Linked DNA regions of Oryctolagus cuniculus: region 1 is linked to region 2. A link is a contact called in public Micro-C data. All regions are on one chromosome and are shown on one strand. The core of a region is the stretch at or near the end of the contact, and the rest is flanking DNA. Distances in the headings are between cores, read along the strand shown. Region 1 holds the start of PIGN (phosphatidylinositol glycan anchor biosynthesis class N). Region 2 holds the start of ZCCHC2 (zinc finger CCHC-type containing 2).

Region 1 (7,574 bases), core at 2,694-5,193, 330 kb before region 2:
GGTTCTCTTTAAAGATAACCATATTTCATTCATATTTATTTAAAGAAAAAATTTTTGCCATGATTTCATTTGGAAATGCATAACTATCAAAATTTTAAAAGACATATCCATATACCTATAAAAGCTGTCTACCTTATAACTGTGGAATATTTACCACACACACACATTTGATATTACTAAAACTTTATTTTTAAATCTTTTTTTTTTTTTTTTGACAGGCAGAGTGGACAGTGAGAGAGAGAATCAGAGAGAAAGGTCTTCTTTTTGCCGTTGGTTCACCCTCCAATGGCCCGCCACGGCGGGTGCGCTGCAGCCAGCGCACCGTGCTGATCTGAAGGCAGGAGCCAGGTGCTTCTCCTGGTCTCCTATGGGGTGCAGGGCCCAAGCACTTGGGCCATCCTCCACTGCACTCCCGGGCCATAGCAGAGAGCTGGCCTGGAAGAGGGGCAACCGGGACAGAATCCGGCGCCCCGACCGGGACTAGAACCCAGTGTGCCGGCGCGGCAAGGCAGAGGATTGAGCCACAGCGCCCGGCAGAATTTACTAAAACTTTAAATCCAAATTTGTATTAACATTGTTATTTGTGGTTATGTAAATATTATTAAAGCCAGGCTGGCACTGTGGTATAACAGATAAAGACAGTGCATGGGACGGCAGCATCCCATATGGGCAGCTGGTTTGATTCCTGGATGCTCTACTTCCAATCCAGTTCCCTGCTGATGACTTCGGAAAACCAGAGGAGGATGGCCTAAGTGCTTGGGCCCCTGCCACCCAGAGAGATCTGAAAGATACTCCAGCTTCCTGGTTTCAGCCTGGCCCAGACTTGGCCTTTGTGGTCATCTGGGAAGTGAACCAGTGGATGGGAGATTGATCTCTCTCTCTTTCTCTGTCTTTCCCACTCTTGCTTTAACTCTTTCAAATAAATAAATAAAATCTTTTTTTAAAAAATTGAAAGTAAAAATTATTAAACCCAAAAATGATTTCTTAAACACTATAATACCAAAATGTTTGTGGGGAAAACATTTTATATTCTCATTTGTAAGGTACAAACTTCAATGACTATGCTTATTATTCAGATGACACATTAGCTGTAACAGCCTAGATTAATGCAAATCTTCTTAGGTTAGCAAGGAAATTTCCCCAACACTATCAATAATAAATTAAGATAAGTAGAGATCAGCAATTACTATTCTAGTGTGTGTGCTACGTCTTATACATTTTTAATTGATAACCAAACCTCTATGTGCTGTGAAGAGTGGGGGAAAGCACCTGCTGGGAAGACTCGCCAGCTGATTTCTTACAGGCTTACAAGGTCACATAACAAGTTCACAGTTACAGGACAGCAAATAGAAGGAGAAAACTACAGGTTTGTATTTAGATATGTCATCTAAAAATTTGTATGTCTAACTTTTATAAGTCTCTAAGAAAAAATTTTAAATTTATTGTCAATTTGCATACTCAGTCCGAAAATTAGACCTACTCACTTGATTACTTTTCCAGACTTTTCCTATGGCAACAGTTGGTATTTATGTTTAAGAACCTTTCAAGTATTCTCAATATATACTAACATTTCATTAATTATGAATTGCCCATAGGGGTTGGCATTGTGGCATAACAGGTTAAGCCACCACCTGCAATCCTGGCATCCCATATGGACACAAAGTCCTTGCTGCTTCACTTCAGCGCCCTGCTAATGGCCTGGGAAAGCAGCAGCAAATGACCCCCACACCCACGTGGCAGACCCAGATGGAATTCTAGGATCCTGGCTTTGGCCTGGCCCAGCCCTGGCCACTGCTTCACTGGCGGACTGAGTCAGTGGATGGAAGATCTCTCTCTGTCTCTCCCTCTCTCTCTAACTCTGCCTTTCAAACAAATAAATCTTTTTAAAAATTGCCCATAGCAACATTTACTGCATACCACATTATCAGGCATCATGACCAGAATACTCATAATTCTGAATACTTTCACTACCCTCTTCGACAAATGTGTGCTAGTGAGGCTGGGAGCAATCAGGTAGTTTTTCGAGGTCTCATACAACAAATAATTGACAGGGTTGGGATATGAATTGAGGTTCTTGCTGATAAGTGCAATCCTCTTTAGGAATCCTAACTGCAGGAGATTTCTAAGATTCCCCATTATGGAGACAGAAATATTTTATATAAACAATCCCATTTTAATCCTGCCATTACCATTCCATTCACTACTCAATCCTCTGTTCCAGAAATTGGCTTCATTTTTAATCTCCCCAGCAAACTCAATTAAAATAAGGCTTGGTAATTCCTTTTGTTAAGAAATACGTAACAGGATATAGTATTGGCCATTTTGAAACTATTTCCCTAATTTCATTTTCTCTTTTTGAAGTCTTTCTTCAATAATAGCACAGAAAAATATTTGGCATAAGAACATCAGAAGCTAATATTTCATAAAAAATACTTTTAAATTCTTGCTACTATTTTTAAAGAACTTCTAGCAAGAAATAAAACCCCCAAAATCTCATTCAAATGAAATTTAGTTTACTGAGCCTGAGTAAACTGAAATTGAAGGCTACACTTACCTATCGGCATACTTTTACATGTAAACCAATAACCTGACCTAAGATTATATAAGAATGCTCTATTTTAATCTCTCCACAGACCTAAAGGAGATAACTTACTGCTTCAATTTAATATGAGAGTCAGCATTACTTCTGTCTATTTATTTTTGATTATTAGTAGCTACACAGTAAGAAATTTAAAATTTGCAATGCTGGCAATTCATATGTGAAGAAAATAGAAGAGATCAGAAATAACAGTTTAGGGGCTGGCGTTTGTGGTAAAGCCGCGGCTTGGGTGGAGACTCAAGCCCTTCAGTTCTGATCCAGCTCCTGCTAACAGCCTGGGAAGAGCAGAAGACGGGCCAAGTGCTTGGGCCTCTCCACCCACATGCAAGACCAGATGAAGCTCCTGGCTCCTGCTGGGTCCAGCCCTGGCCGTTGCAGCCATATAAGGAGTGAACCAGCAGATGGAAGCTCTCTCTCTTCTCTCAGTAACTCTAATAAATAAATAGATCTTTACCAAAAAAAAAAAAAAAAAAGGTAAACTCTGTCCTTCCAAATTTATTTTATGTGCTAATGTTTGATAAAGGAAATCAAAACCCCTTAAAGCATCCAACTTTTAAAAGCCATGTTCCAAAATCAAAACCTCGGTTCTCGCTTACATGACCGAATGAGACAGACTGCGGGGCATAAAGGAGAGAGAATGGCTTTAGACGTTCACAACCGATGTCAGTTCCTTGGAACATTCATTAGAGGGGTTGACCTGACTCGGTCATTGGCCTCCACAGGCTCAAGCCTACTTCTCTCCCTAAGGGTGGGACAGCATTTGGCAGTTTTGAAGAGCTGCTGTTGGGCCAGTGCTTACGAAGTGCTTACTGCGCACCTGACAGTTGTCCAGGTCGACGGTGTTCACAGATCCAGGCACATTCAGGCCTGAGCACTCCTTACCCGGTGTGGCCTCCGCACCACCCACCCATCCCAGAGGACCAAGCCCGAGCCCCGAAGGCGCTGTCGCCAGGCCTCCCGGGCAAAGCCAAATTCCGAGTCCGGCCCCGAGCACTCGCTACCTGTGCCGAGAAGATGCCCACGGGCAGCAGGCAGCGAGGAAGTGCAGCGCACTAGGGGGCAGCGAGGCGCGGGGCCAGTTTCCACGCCGCCGCGCCTCATCGCACCGCTCCCTGGACTTTACCTGGAGCCTTTCCGGTACAGCCCAGAGCTCAGGAACGAGGCCTCCTCAGCGCCAAGGCAGCACCCAGCGCATTAAACCTCTCAGGCAAGGCTTTCTGCCCCGCGATACGACAGAAAAGACGCTCTCCGTCACCCACCACCGCATTTGTGCTTTAACCATGGAACGCCCCCTACTCCTACCGGGCCGTAGCTGCTCTCGCGATCATTCTAGGGCCAGGCCCCGCCCCCAGGCACTCCAGCCAATCACGGAGGAGTTAGGGGCGGGGTTTTCCTTTTGAGCGAGGAGCGGGTCTTTCAATCTTTGCTCTCTGGCGCTGAGAAGGGGCGGGGCAGAGGCGTGCTGGGGCGGGGCCAAGGCAGGGAGAGAGGCTGGGCACGCGCCAGGTCTCGCGATACTGGAGACCAGGAAGACGCCTGCAGAGCCCGGCTGCTGGTGCAGCGGCGGCTCAGGCAGCTGGTGCTGCTGCATCCGGACCTCTTGCCTGCGAGCCTGAGCCGGATCTCCAAGTGTGGAGGCGGGACGTAGTCAGGCCAGGGCTGTGAAGGTGCGCAGTGCCCGCTGAGGCGTAGAGTGGATTCAGGCTGCGGCCTGTCAGAGTCAGGGAGGCGCCCACAATCCTGACAGGATAAAATGGCGGCGATGGCGCCTGGAGGTAGTGGTAGTGGTGGCGGCGGCGTGAATCCATTCCTCAGCGATTCAGACGAGGACGACGAAGAGGTAGCGGCCACCGAGGAGCGGCGGGCAGGACTTCGGCTAGGAGCCGGGGGTGGCCTGGATCCTGGCTCTGCGGGCTCGCTATCGCCACAGGATCCCGTGGCCTTAGGGAGCAGTGTGCGGCCAGGGCTCCCTGGGGAGGCGGCGGCGGCGGCCCTGGGGGGCTCCGGGGAGACCCCAGCGCGATTGTCAATTGACGCGATCGCCGCTCAGCTGTTGCGCGATCAATACTTGCTGACCGCCCTGGAGCTGCACACGGAGCTGTTAGAGAGCGGCCGCGAGCTGCCGCGGCTGCGCGACTACTTCTCCAACCCAGGCAACTTCGAGAGGCAGAGTGGGACCCCGCCGGGGATGGGGGCGCCGGGTATCCCTGGAGCAGCCGGCCTTGGAAGCGCTGGAGGTCGGGAACCTAGTACCACGTCGGGCGGGGGACAGCTCAGTAAGTGGAAGCAACCTGCCACACTCCGGCAGGATTTAAGGAGTTACTGTGGGGAGAGGGGTGCTTCTGGGCGGGTGTTGTGGGGGTGGTCTTTTGGGGCGGGAGCCAGAGGATCGGCAGTGATTGTTTTTCCGCCTGCCTCCAGTCCTTGGCTGGCGTTGCACTTGCGCCTGGCTCCCTTATCGGTGTCGTTATCTATAAACACAACCAGAGTTCCTTGTCTGCTGGCTGTTACGGGTCTCCAGAAGTCTCCCTCGGAAACTGGCTGATTGCTTCAAGCATTTTGTTTTTCTACAGTCACTACCAGGAAATTGTATCCCTTCAATTGCCCGCAGTAATTCTTTGCTCCCCAGTCAAGAGGGAGAAACGAATAGGAAATGTTTTGCTCTCTCTCTCTCTCTGCAAAGTCAAATGCACTTAAAACCCTTTGTCTTTGGGATGACTTTCTCACTCAAGAACTGGTCTTTGTTGTTTTGTTTTTTGCTGCATAACATTTGTTCTGTTTAAATAAAGTCGGTGTAATTCAGTTGCAATGCCTTGATTTCAGTAGTGTTCAAAATGACAGGAAATTGAAGGAGCAGGACAGACAGGTTCTGCCTGCAGTCATCTTGCCACCACCTTGCAGGGCTTTTTCTCGCAGAAGATAGGAATCTACTTGTTACCTTGATATAATCATTTTTTTAGCAGAATAGAGTAATTATCTACCCCATTCATATACCTATAAGTGTTTTTTAGGGTTTAAAAAGCTAGATCATGTCAAGGATGTACTATAGGATTTCCAGTGTCCCCTTTGGGTAGGCATCTTCGGTTTTCACTTGCTGATGGCTTGAGATGTTTTAGTGTGTTGTAAGAGACCAACTGGATTTACTAACAAATGTTAGTTTCAAAACTGCAGTCTCATTGATTATTTTTGTCTCTACTATTGAATGATGCCGGAGAAATTGCCAAATGTAGGTGTAGATGCAGTGGAAGTGCAAAGGCTGCATCAAGATTAATCCTTTGCACATTTCCCTCTTGGAAGTAGTGTTTTCTCATCATATATAATTTACTCAGTACGTAGGATAATCTTCCTTTTCAGGAAAAGGTTTGCTCATTGCTCACATTAAGAACCATATAATGTGACAAAGAGCAGTGTAGCAAAATTGTTATGTAAGTTTTTTTTTAAAGATTTCTAAATTATCTAATGATTTTCCCTTACAAGCTCTAAGTGCTTCATCAGGGCGCATCGCAAATGTCACCTTGTAAATCCTGTCAGTTGCTTGGTTCTTCCATTGTATTTCTTTGAAACCTCCATCATCACCTTTAGCTCGTTTGTGTTTGATTTGTTGACAATTATTTGTCTCCATAGTTCTTGAGTAACTGTATCCCTCACATTTTGCTCAGCTCTAGCCTGCCATTGAACAAACTGAATGAATTATGCTCCTATCTGCTGTGTTTTTTTTTTTTTAAGATTTATTTATTTATTTATTTGAAAGTCAGAGTTAAACAGAGAGAGGAGAGGTCTTCCATCCACTGGTTCACTCCCCATTGTCCGCAATAGCCAGAACTGCACCCATCCCAAGCCAGGAGCTTCTTCCGTTCTCCCAGCTGGTGCCAGGGCTCAAGGACTTGGGCCATCTTCCACTGCTTTCCCAGGCCAAAGCAGAGAGGTGGATCGGAAGAGGAACAGCCGGGACTAGAACTGGTGCCCATATGGGATGCCAGCACTACAGGCCAGAGCATTAACCCGCTGAGCCACAGCACTGGCCCCTATGTTTTTTGTTTTTTAAGATTTATTTATTTATTTGAAAGTCAGAGTTACAGAGAGAGGGAGAGACAGAGAGAGAGATCTTCCATCCGCTGGTTCACTCCCTAGATGTGAACACAACAGCCAGGGCTGGGCCAGGCTGAAGCCAGGAGCTACAAGCTTCTTTCGGGTTTCCCACATGGGTGCAGGGGCCCAAGCACTTAGGCCATCTTTCACTACTTTTCCAGGCCATAGCAGAGAGCTGAATTGGAAATGGAACAGCTGGGATTTGAACAGGCGCCCATATGAGATGCCAGCACTGCAGCTGGCAGCTTTACCTACTTTGCCACAATGCCAGGCCTGCAACTGTGCTTTTCTAGTATCTTCTTATTTGGATCTGTTTTAGGTACTGGAGATACAGAGATATAAAAATATGGAAATTACATTTTTAATTTAAAGCAAATAGGAAAAAGACAAAAATTACCCATAATCCCACCAGTGACAGTTGCCTTTCCTATCTTTTCTATACACATGTACATATATGTATGAATTTATTTGTATTTTATTAGAAAGGCAGAGAGTCAGACAGTGACAGATAAACAGACAGCAATCTTCTATCTTCTGGTTCAGTCTCCAAATGTCCTTGATAGCTGGGACTGGACTAGGCCTAAGCACAGCATTCAATCCCTGTCTCCCAAGTGGGAGGCAGGGACCTAAATACTTAAGCTATCACCTGCTACCTCCTAAGGTGCACATCACCCAGAAGCTGGGATTAGAAGTGAGCAGAACTCAAACCCAGGCTCTCTGTGAAGGTATGTGGGTGTCCCAAGTGGTGATTTCACCACTATGCCAAATGCCCAACGCCTCTACATATGTTTAAAAAAAAAGAAAAATTCGATTAAAATGTTTACCGTAGTTTTTATGTTCTTTGATAGTTTTTTTTTTTTACCATCAACTCTGAAGTAAAATTTGT
Region 2 (7,418 bases), core at 2,450-4,949:
ACCTCTGTCCAGGCAAGTGGCTAACCTTATCCAGTTCAGGAATCTAACACAGCCACCCATGACAGCTTAAATGATCAAAATCACAAGATAAACGTGGTTCAGAGGAAGCTGACTCCGAGTCTCTGACCTCAGAGGCTCATCAGGAAGGGGCATGTAACCCTCACCCATTCAGCTGGAGTGAATCTCAGGGCTGGCAATGCTGGGACACACGTCTTCTCTCTTCTAGCACGAACAAGGACTCCTAACTTCTGGCCTTTGCTTCTGGCTTCTGGGGCATTATTCATTCATTTATTATTAAACAAACATTTATGAACATCTACTGTGTGCCAGATGGGAGAATATGAAATTAACTAAGACACGGTGGCTGACATTGAGATTTTTATATTCTAAAGGGGGAAGCAGACAGGGAGGTATAATGGTAGAGAGAGAAACTTGCCAACGTTCACAAAGACTAACCGAACGAATTCTTGGGATAGCATGGGTTGCGGCCTCAGGATATCACCTGAGGTAGAATCCAATGATCTGAGTATCCCTTTTATGGAGCTGGTATTATCAGTCTGTCCTGAACCATCGAATTATCTGTGGTTTGAGTGAAATTTCTTGCCATAACTCAGTTGCCAAAGAGCAGGCTGCACTAGTCACTGGCTAATGTGGTAATCCAAAGGAAAACTTTAACTTGAAACCAGTGTTCTGGTTATATTTTACATATGTAGACAGTTGTATCAATACCATCTTTCATTAAATAAAATTTCATTTTTAATTAAAACAGTATATTGAATGTGCATTAAATACCATCCAGGGACAAAGATGTTTTTCACACTATCCACACACTCACAATTACCACAGTTTAACCCTTTGAGGCTCGTCTGATTTGATCACACAGGGAATACCTCAATACAGGGGATCTGAAGAAGGCATTCTCAACAGATAGGCTGGAGGAGAATACCTGTCTAGGCAGTCTTAATTGGAATTATGAGGGGCAGCTATTTGGGATCATGGTTAAGATATTGTAAGGACACCTACATCCCAGCTGCTCTCTCAATCTCAGCTTCCTGTGAATGCATGCCTTGGGAAGCACCACATGGGGTCCCTGCCACCCATGTGGAAGACCTGGACTGAGTTCCTGGCTCCTGCATTTGGTCTGACCCGACCCAGCCCAGCTGTTGTGGGCGTTTGGGGGAGTGAACCAGTGGATGGCAGCTCTCTCTCTCTCTCTTGACTCTCAAGAAAAAGTTAATAAAATATAAAAAGGTAAATGACTAAGAAGAAGTATCAGGGCAGTTTTTCTAACACATACACCTCACCCTGGAATTTCCAATGGCCCTTGTCTTAGGCAGAAATGCATCACTCTCACTTTTGATAGGGCGGAAGAAACACTGAAGCCTGGTTAAAGAGCTGCCTCGAAGACAGAAAGTCCTGAAACAACCCACGGAGGGGATAGAGAGCAAACTGCCCAACTGATGAGAACCCGAATCATTAAACCACTGTACATATTATTTATGTGTACAAGTTTTTATTATTGCATTTAAAATTTATTTTTGTTTGAAAGATGGAGAGAGAGAGAGAGATCCTCCCTCTACTGGTTGCTTCCCCAAAAGCCAAAGCCAAGAGCCGAAACCCAGTCTCAAGTGGGTGGCAGGGACCCAACTACTTGAGCAGCCATCTGCTGCCTCCCAGGGTGCACACCGGCAGGAAGCTGGAACCAGGAGCGCAGCTAGGACTTGAGCTCAGGCATTCCAGCATGGCCCGCAGGCCTTTGAACTGGTGTGCCAAGTGCCTGCTGCAATCACTGCATTTTGAATGTTGGCCAAAGTTAAAAGGACAAAAGTCATCATTATTGATTGCAAATCTGCTTTTGATATAAAATTCATGGGTTGAGTATTGTGGAATGTTCATACCAAATGGCTTCTTGTTGCCAAGGAAAATGGGGAAAAAGAAAGAGAGGTAAAGCATTGGCTCCACAAAACAAAGCACCCCTGTGTAGACAGGCGGCTACCTGGACCTGTGCACACCGAGCATGGTAGGTGTGCTTACTGGTTGCCCAAAGTAGTCCACCTAAAGCTTTAGAAATGTAGAAATGGGAAGACCACAGCAAAAGAGTTTAGGGCCGTGGAGGTTGACAGCAGGAAGGGGCAGCATCATGAGTAAGTCTTCCAATGCCTTCTCAATGGTAAATTACACCCAAAGAATACAGGGGAGTGACCAGTCACATGCAACATGGCATTCGTGTATTTTACCAAACCAAAATGTGAACAGAATTCTCCATCTGCCCTTTTTATTGCTGATACGGATTTAGGATTCACTTCAGGTTTTTTTTTTTTTTCCGAATTATAATTCTCTGCGGGCATCAAATTGTGAGATACATAGAAGGTTCAGCACGTGCTGAACACATGTCTGAACACCCTGGGAAAGAGTCCTGTTTTCCTATGCACTCCCACTCTATTACTGTAGGACTTAACTTACATTAATTTTTAAAAACCCACCTTTTCTGTTAACCTTCAAAAAACCCCGCTTTGTTTTAAAAAAAAAAAAATATATATATATATATATATATATATATATATATAAAAGCAACAGTGCAAGAGCCAGACATTTTTTGGGGGGTCTTTAAACAACTTAAAAAAAAAAAGTTTGAAGCCTGTCAAGGTGGTAGCTTATTAAACCTGAAGTAACAGGCAATTTGCAACCGGAACAAGGATTCCAAACGTTCGTTATTTCGCAGAGATGATCCCCCAAAGATGAAGGCGTTAGGGGGGCTTTTCCCGAAACACTCGCGGGTAGTTTTCCAAGAGCGAACCGTTAGGCCGGGACCCGCCGTCCGCGCGTTCTCGCCGCACCTGCGGGCCGCGTGCCCACCTGCGCCCCCACAGCCGCGACCGCTGCCCCGGGCGCGCGCTCCTCCGGGCGACCTTCCGAAGTTTTACCGGGTAGGAGCCGCCTGGCGGACCTCCGGAAGGCCCACCCGCGGCGCGGGACCTGAAGGAGCGCAGCCCGAGGTCAGGGCCCGCACTTCGGCGACGTCGCCGCTCCCCGACACCGTCGCGCAGGCGGCCAGGACGGCGCGGGCCCAGGTGCGGCGGCCCACGCCACGACCGGCAGAGCAGAGGAGGCCAGCAGTCAGAGCCCAGCCGGCGCCCGGCGAAAGGCCACCTCGCCGGCTTCCCGCCTCTCCCCGGGGGCCCGCTCACCTCGCCGCCGCCACCCCACGAGCCCAGCCCGCGCGTCCTCCCAGCTCGTGAGGGAGCCCAGACCTCTAGGACCGCGAGGAAGCCCCACAGAGGGAGGCGGCCGGGCAGCAGTTGGGCGTGGCCTCCCTGCGAGAGGCGGTCCCTGGGGGCGGGGAGGGCTACGTAACCGTCAGCTCCGGGCGCTGATAGGCTGAGGCGCGGTGCGCGGAACCGCCAGCCTCTCCGCCCCGCCGGGCCGCTCCTCCTCCTCCTCTCGCAGCCGCTCGGTCCTCACCGGCTCGTGAGGAAACCGCTCAGGAGCCGCCGCCCCAGCCCGGTGCGGACGACTGAGAGAGGGAGGCGGAAGGAGGACTCGCTCGCTCACTCGCTCTCACCCGCACCCGAGCTCCCGGAGCCGGCGCGGAGCCCAGGGGGAGGAGCCGCCGCGGGCACGCCCCGCCTCCGGCCCGGGAAGACGACGCCAGCGACCCCGCCGGCCGGCCGCCGCCCCCCTCGCCGGCCGAGACCCACCCCCGGCCCCGGCCCCGGCCCTCCCCCGGCGGCATGGAGGGGCCCCGCTCCTGACGGCCGCGCCGCCGCCTCGGCCCCTCCCGCCCGCCCCCGCTCGCATGTCCGCGCCGCCCTAGCCGAGGATGCTGAGGATGAAGCTGCCGCTGAAGCCGACGCACCCAACGGAGCCGCCGCCCGGGGCGGAGGAGCCTGAGGCGGACGCGCGGCCGGGCGCGAAGGCACCGCCGCGCCGCCGCCGCGACTGCCGCCCGCCGCCGCCGCCGCCTGCCGCGGGCCCACCGCGGGGCCCCCCGCCGCCGCCACCGCCGCCGCCGCCACCGCCACCGCCGCCGCCGCCGCCGCCCCGGGGGCTCGGGCCGCCTGTTGCTGGCGGCTCGGCGGTGGCGGGGACGGGCATGCCGGGCGGCGGCGGGGGGCCGGCGGCGGCGCTGCGCGAGCAGGAGCGGGTGTACGAGTGGTTCGGGCTGGTGCTGGGCTCGGCGCAGCGCCTGGAGTTCATGTGCGGGCTGCTGGACCTGTGCAACCCGCTGGAGCTGCGCTTCCTCGGCTCGTGCCTGGAGGACCTGGCGCGCAAGGACTACCACTACCTGCGCGACTCGGAGGCCAAGGCCAACGGCCTCTCGGACCCGGGGCCGCTGGCCGACTTCCGAGAGCCCGCCGTGCGCTCGCGCCTCATCGTCTACCTGGCGCTGCTGGGCTCGGAGAACCGGGAGGCCGCCGGCCGTCTGCACCGCCTGCTGCCCCAAGTGGACTCGGTGCTCAAGAGCCTGCGCACCGCCCGGGGCGAGGGCTCGCGGGGCGGCGCGGAGGACGAGCCCCGCGGGGCGGACGGCGACGGGGAGCAGGACGCCGACAAGGACGGCTCTGGCCCGGAAGGCGGCGGCGGCGCCGAGTCCCGGTCCGGTGGCGGGCTCGGCCTCAGGGCCCAGGAGGAACTGCTGCTGCTCTTTACCATGGCTTCGCTGCACCCGGCTTTCTCCTTCCACCAGCGGGTCACCCTGCGGGAGCACCTGGAGAGACTCCGCACCGCGCTCCGCGGCGGCCCGGACGAGGCGGAGGTGGAGCCGTGCAACTTTGCCGGCTCCAGGACCCAGGTAAGCGCGCTCCGGGCCGGGCGGCGGGCTCGGCCCGGCTTCGGGGCCCTGGACGACCCGTGCTGCTCTTCACCATGGCTTCGCCTCCGCCGCCTTGCTGGTTTCCCCAGCGACTCGTGGTGCGGGCCGTGCCTCGGCGGCCTCGCTCTCGGACGCCCCCGGGCCGAGCTGCAGCCCCGCACAGGTGGCTCGGAATCCCTGGCCCCGGAGTACTCCTCTCGGGTTTGCTGGGCCACCCAGTTCTCCCCCCCCCCCCCCCCCCCGCCCCGGCGGTGCACACACCGCCACCCGCCATCACAGAAGGCTCTAGAAGTCTTCCGGGCCGGAGTTGCCATGGAGGACTGGGGGCTCCCAGCTCGGGGGCCCCTCTCGGAGGAAGGGTCTCGGGACGTGCTGGGCTCTGAGCATCTCTTGGCACCAGGTGCGGACGCCCAGGAGGCTCTGGGCAAGGCGCAGCCTCGCCCCGGCAGAGCCTTGGCCTTGCGGCGCACCGGCTCTGCCTCGCCCTGGTCCCCCACGTGTGCCGAGCCGAGGGGGTCGTGTTCGGAGAACTTGTGCTCCCTGGAGAAATCTGCCGTGCAGACCCGGGAATCGAGTTGAGGGGAGTGGTGAAGCGGGCAGTCTGGGTGAGGAAAGCCCTTCAGGGCGGCCTGGTCGCGCCCTCCTGCGCTGGCTGTGGGGTTTGGTGTATGCCTGCAGATGGGGGTGGGGGTGTCTGTTGGGCCCTGCTGCTGTAGGCAGTGATGCTCTCTCCAAGGGCTTCGGACACCCCGGAACGCGGTAGAATCCAGACGAGCCACTTGTCGCAGACATTAAATAGAGGCGATGAATTTTTATAGTCACGAAAGCAAACGAGTAATAAATGGCCGAGGCCCTGAAGGCCCTTGGGAGGCGACAGCTGAGCGGAGAAGCGGGCAGCCTGTTTGAGCGGGTTCCTTGTCGTGGCCCGGTGGTGTTGAAAGGTGCCGATTCGGATGCCTCGCTTTCCACCTAGGTGATGCCGGGATGCTGCAGTGGGAGAGGGATTCTCCCCTTCCTCGTGCGGCGCCTCTTCGTCTGCAGTACGCGAGAACGGACGTTGAGCCGTGCGTGTCACTAACGGCTGTGTGGGCTCAAAACCCATGGGGTCGGTGTGTTCGGGGGCTGGGATAATACAGACGGAGCCCCTGGGTGCGGGATGACGCGTCAGCGGAGTGAGTGAGGTGTTTGAGGACGTATTTTATCAGACTCAGGTGCAGTCACTGAGGGTTTTCTTGGAGAGATTGAAAGATTTGTCTCAGGGCCCGTTTACTACTGGCATACACACGTGTGTCATGCAGCTAAAAGCCTAGCCTACTCACTAAAACACATCCAAAAAGATACGTGCCGCACACCATTACATTCAGAGGAGAAGCATGGCTGGGGGACAGTGCTTCAGTAGTTTAAGTTTTTCCTTGCAGTGGCGTGTGCCTGGCAAAGCTAGCCTTCGGTTGTAGGGCTGAGGAGTGCCCCACCGTGGCACAGCTTGTGTGGCCCACGCGCACCACTCCTGCAAGCATACCCCACTATTTCCGATTTCTTTCCCTGTAGATTTCGATGTTAATGCCGGCGCTGTGAGGCGGCTAGATGAAGGGGAGACGTGCGTGCGAGCCAGAGTAATGAGGTTTTTATCTGGACTGCAGTGCGTGGCCTTTACTGGCGGCCACTGAGTGCCAGGAGGAGTGGACGAGGCGAGGCCAGGCCTCCTGCCATTCATTCCAGCACATCTTAACTTCCCAGGACGTGGCCTGTGCTGCGGCCCTGGCCCTGGCCCTGCGCTGAGGTGGGGGTGCAGCCGTGGGGGCACGCCTACTGCAGGTGCGGCCGAGGCTGCTTCTGGACTCTAGGGCAGCTCGGGGTTCCGCAGCGGACCGTCTGTGTCTCCTTAGATCGTTCCGGCCCATTGTTTTTTTCTCTTATTAGAGTGGCCTCCGAGTTCCCCGGCTGTGGCTCGCGCTGGCCTGAAAGGCATTTTAGCGGACCTTGTTGCTCCCGGCCTGTCACTCCAGATGCGGGTGGGCTGATTGAAATCCCGACTGGCCGCAGCCCAGCCCAGCCATTGCCGGGCTTCCGCCGCCGAGGCGCACCCGGGGCGGGGGGCCCACCTCTGCGCCTGCAGGGAGGAGTCCCGGGCTCTCGCGTCCCCCGCGTGACCGCCGTCGCGAGAGGCAGACGGCGACCTGAGCCAGTCCGCGGGCATCTTCCTCCCCCGCCCTGCAAAATGGCGGCCGCAGCGCGGCCCACGTGACTGGCGCCCGGCCCCGCCCCCGGGTGGGCGGGCTGAGCGGCCGGGCCCCCGGGAGCCCTCGAGAGTCCCCGGGCAGTGCGGCCGGAGGCCGGGTTGCGGGCCGTCGCGGACGGTAACCGGACCAGAGCCGAGAGTGCCGTGCTCTGGGGCCGCTGGCAGTGATAGCGACCCCGGGAGTGGGAAACGCGTGTGGCGGCGATTTATTGCCCCGGAAGTAACCTTTCAGGCGCAAGTATGCGCCTTTATTTATTGCCTGCAAGTCATTCATTTTCGTCATGCTGAGTGAAGGTCTTTGGTGCTCCAAACAGCGTGCCTTTTTCTCTACCAATTGGATAATGCAAAACTAATTTTCTCTTTAAA

The links. A called contact is a pair of places that touch in the nucleus more often than the background predicts.
Region 1: a contact with region 2 is called in a Micro-C map of ear pinna, with 7 times the contacts expected there. The contact joins the promoter of PIGN here to the promoter of ZCCHC2 in region 2. A contact is called at or near these places in 2 of 6 Hi-C or Micro-C datasets (ear pinna and an unstated tissue).

The regions. Positions count from the first base shown.
Region 1 is chr10:16,382,591-16,390,164 of mOryCun1.1, reverse strand. It overlaps PIGN (phosphatidylinositol glycan anchor biosynthesis class N), which reads right to left and starts at 3,943. Exons shown (of 29, transcript XM_002713621.5): 1 at 3,723-3,943. It overlaps RELCH (RAB11 binding and LisH domain, coiled-coil and HEAT repeat containing), which reads left to right and starts at 4,113. Exons shown (of 30, transcript XR_011379301.1): 1 at 4,113-4,875.
Region 2 is chr10:16,049,868-16,057,285 of mOryCun1.1, reverse strand. ZCCHC2 (zinc finger CCHC-type containing 2) reads left to right here and starts at 3,699. Exons shown (of 11, transcript XM_070050075.1): 1 at 3,699-4,792. The coding sequence starts at 3,821.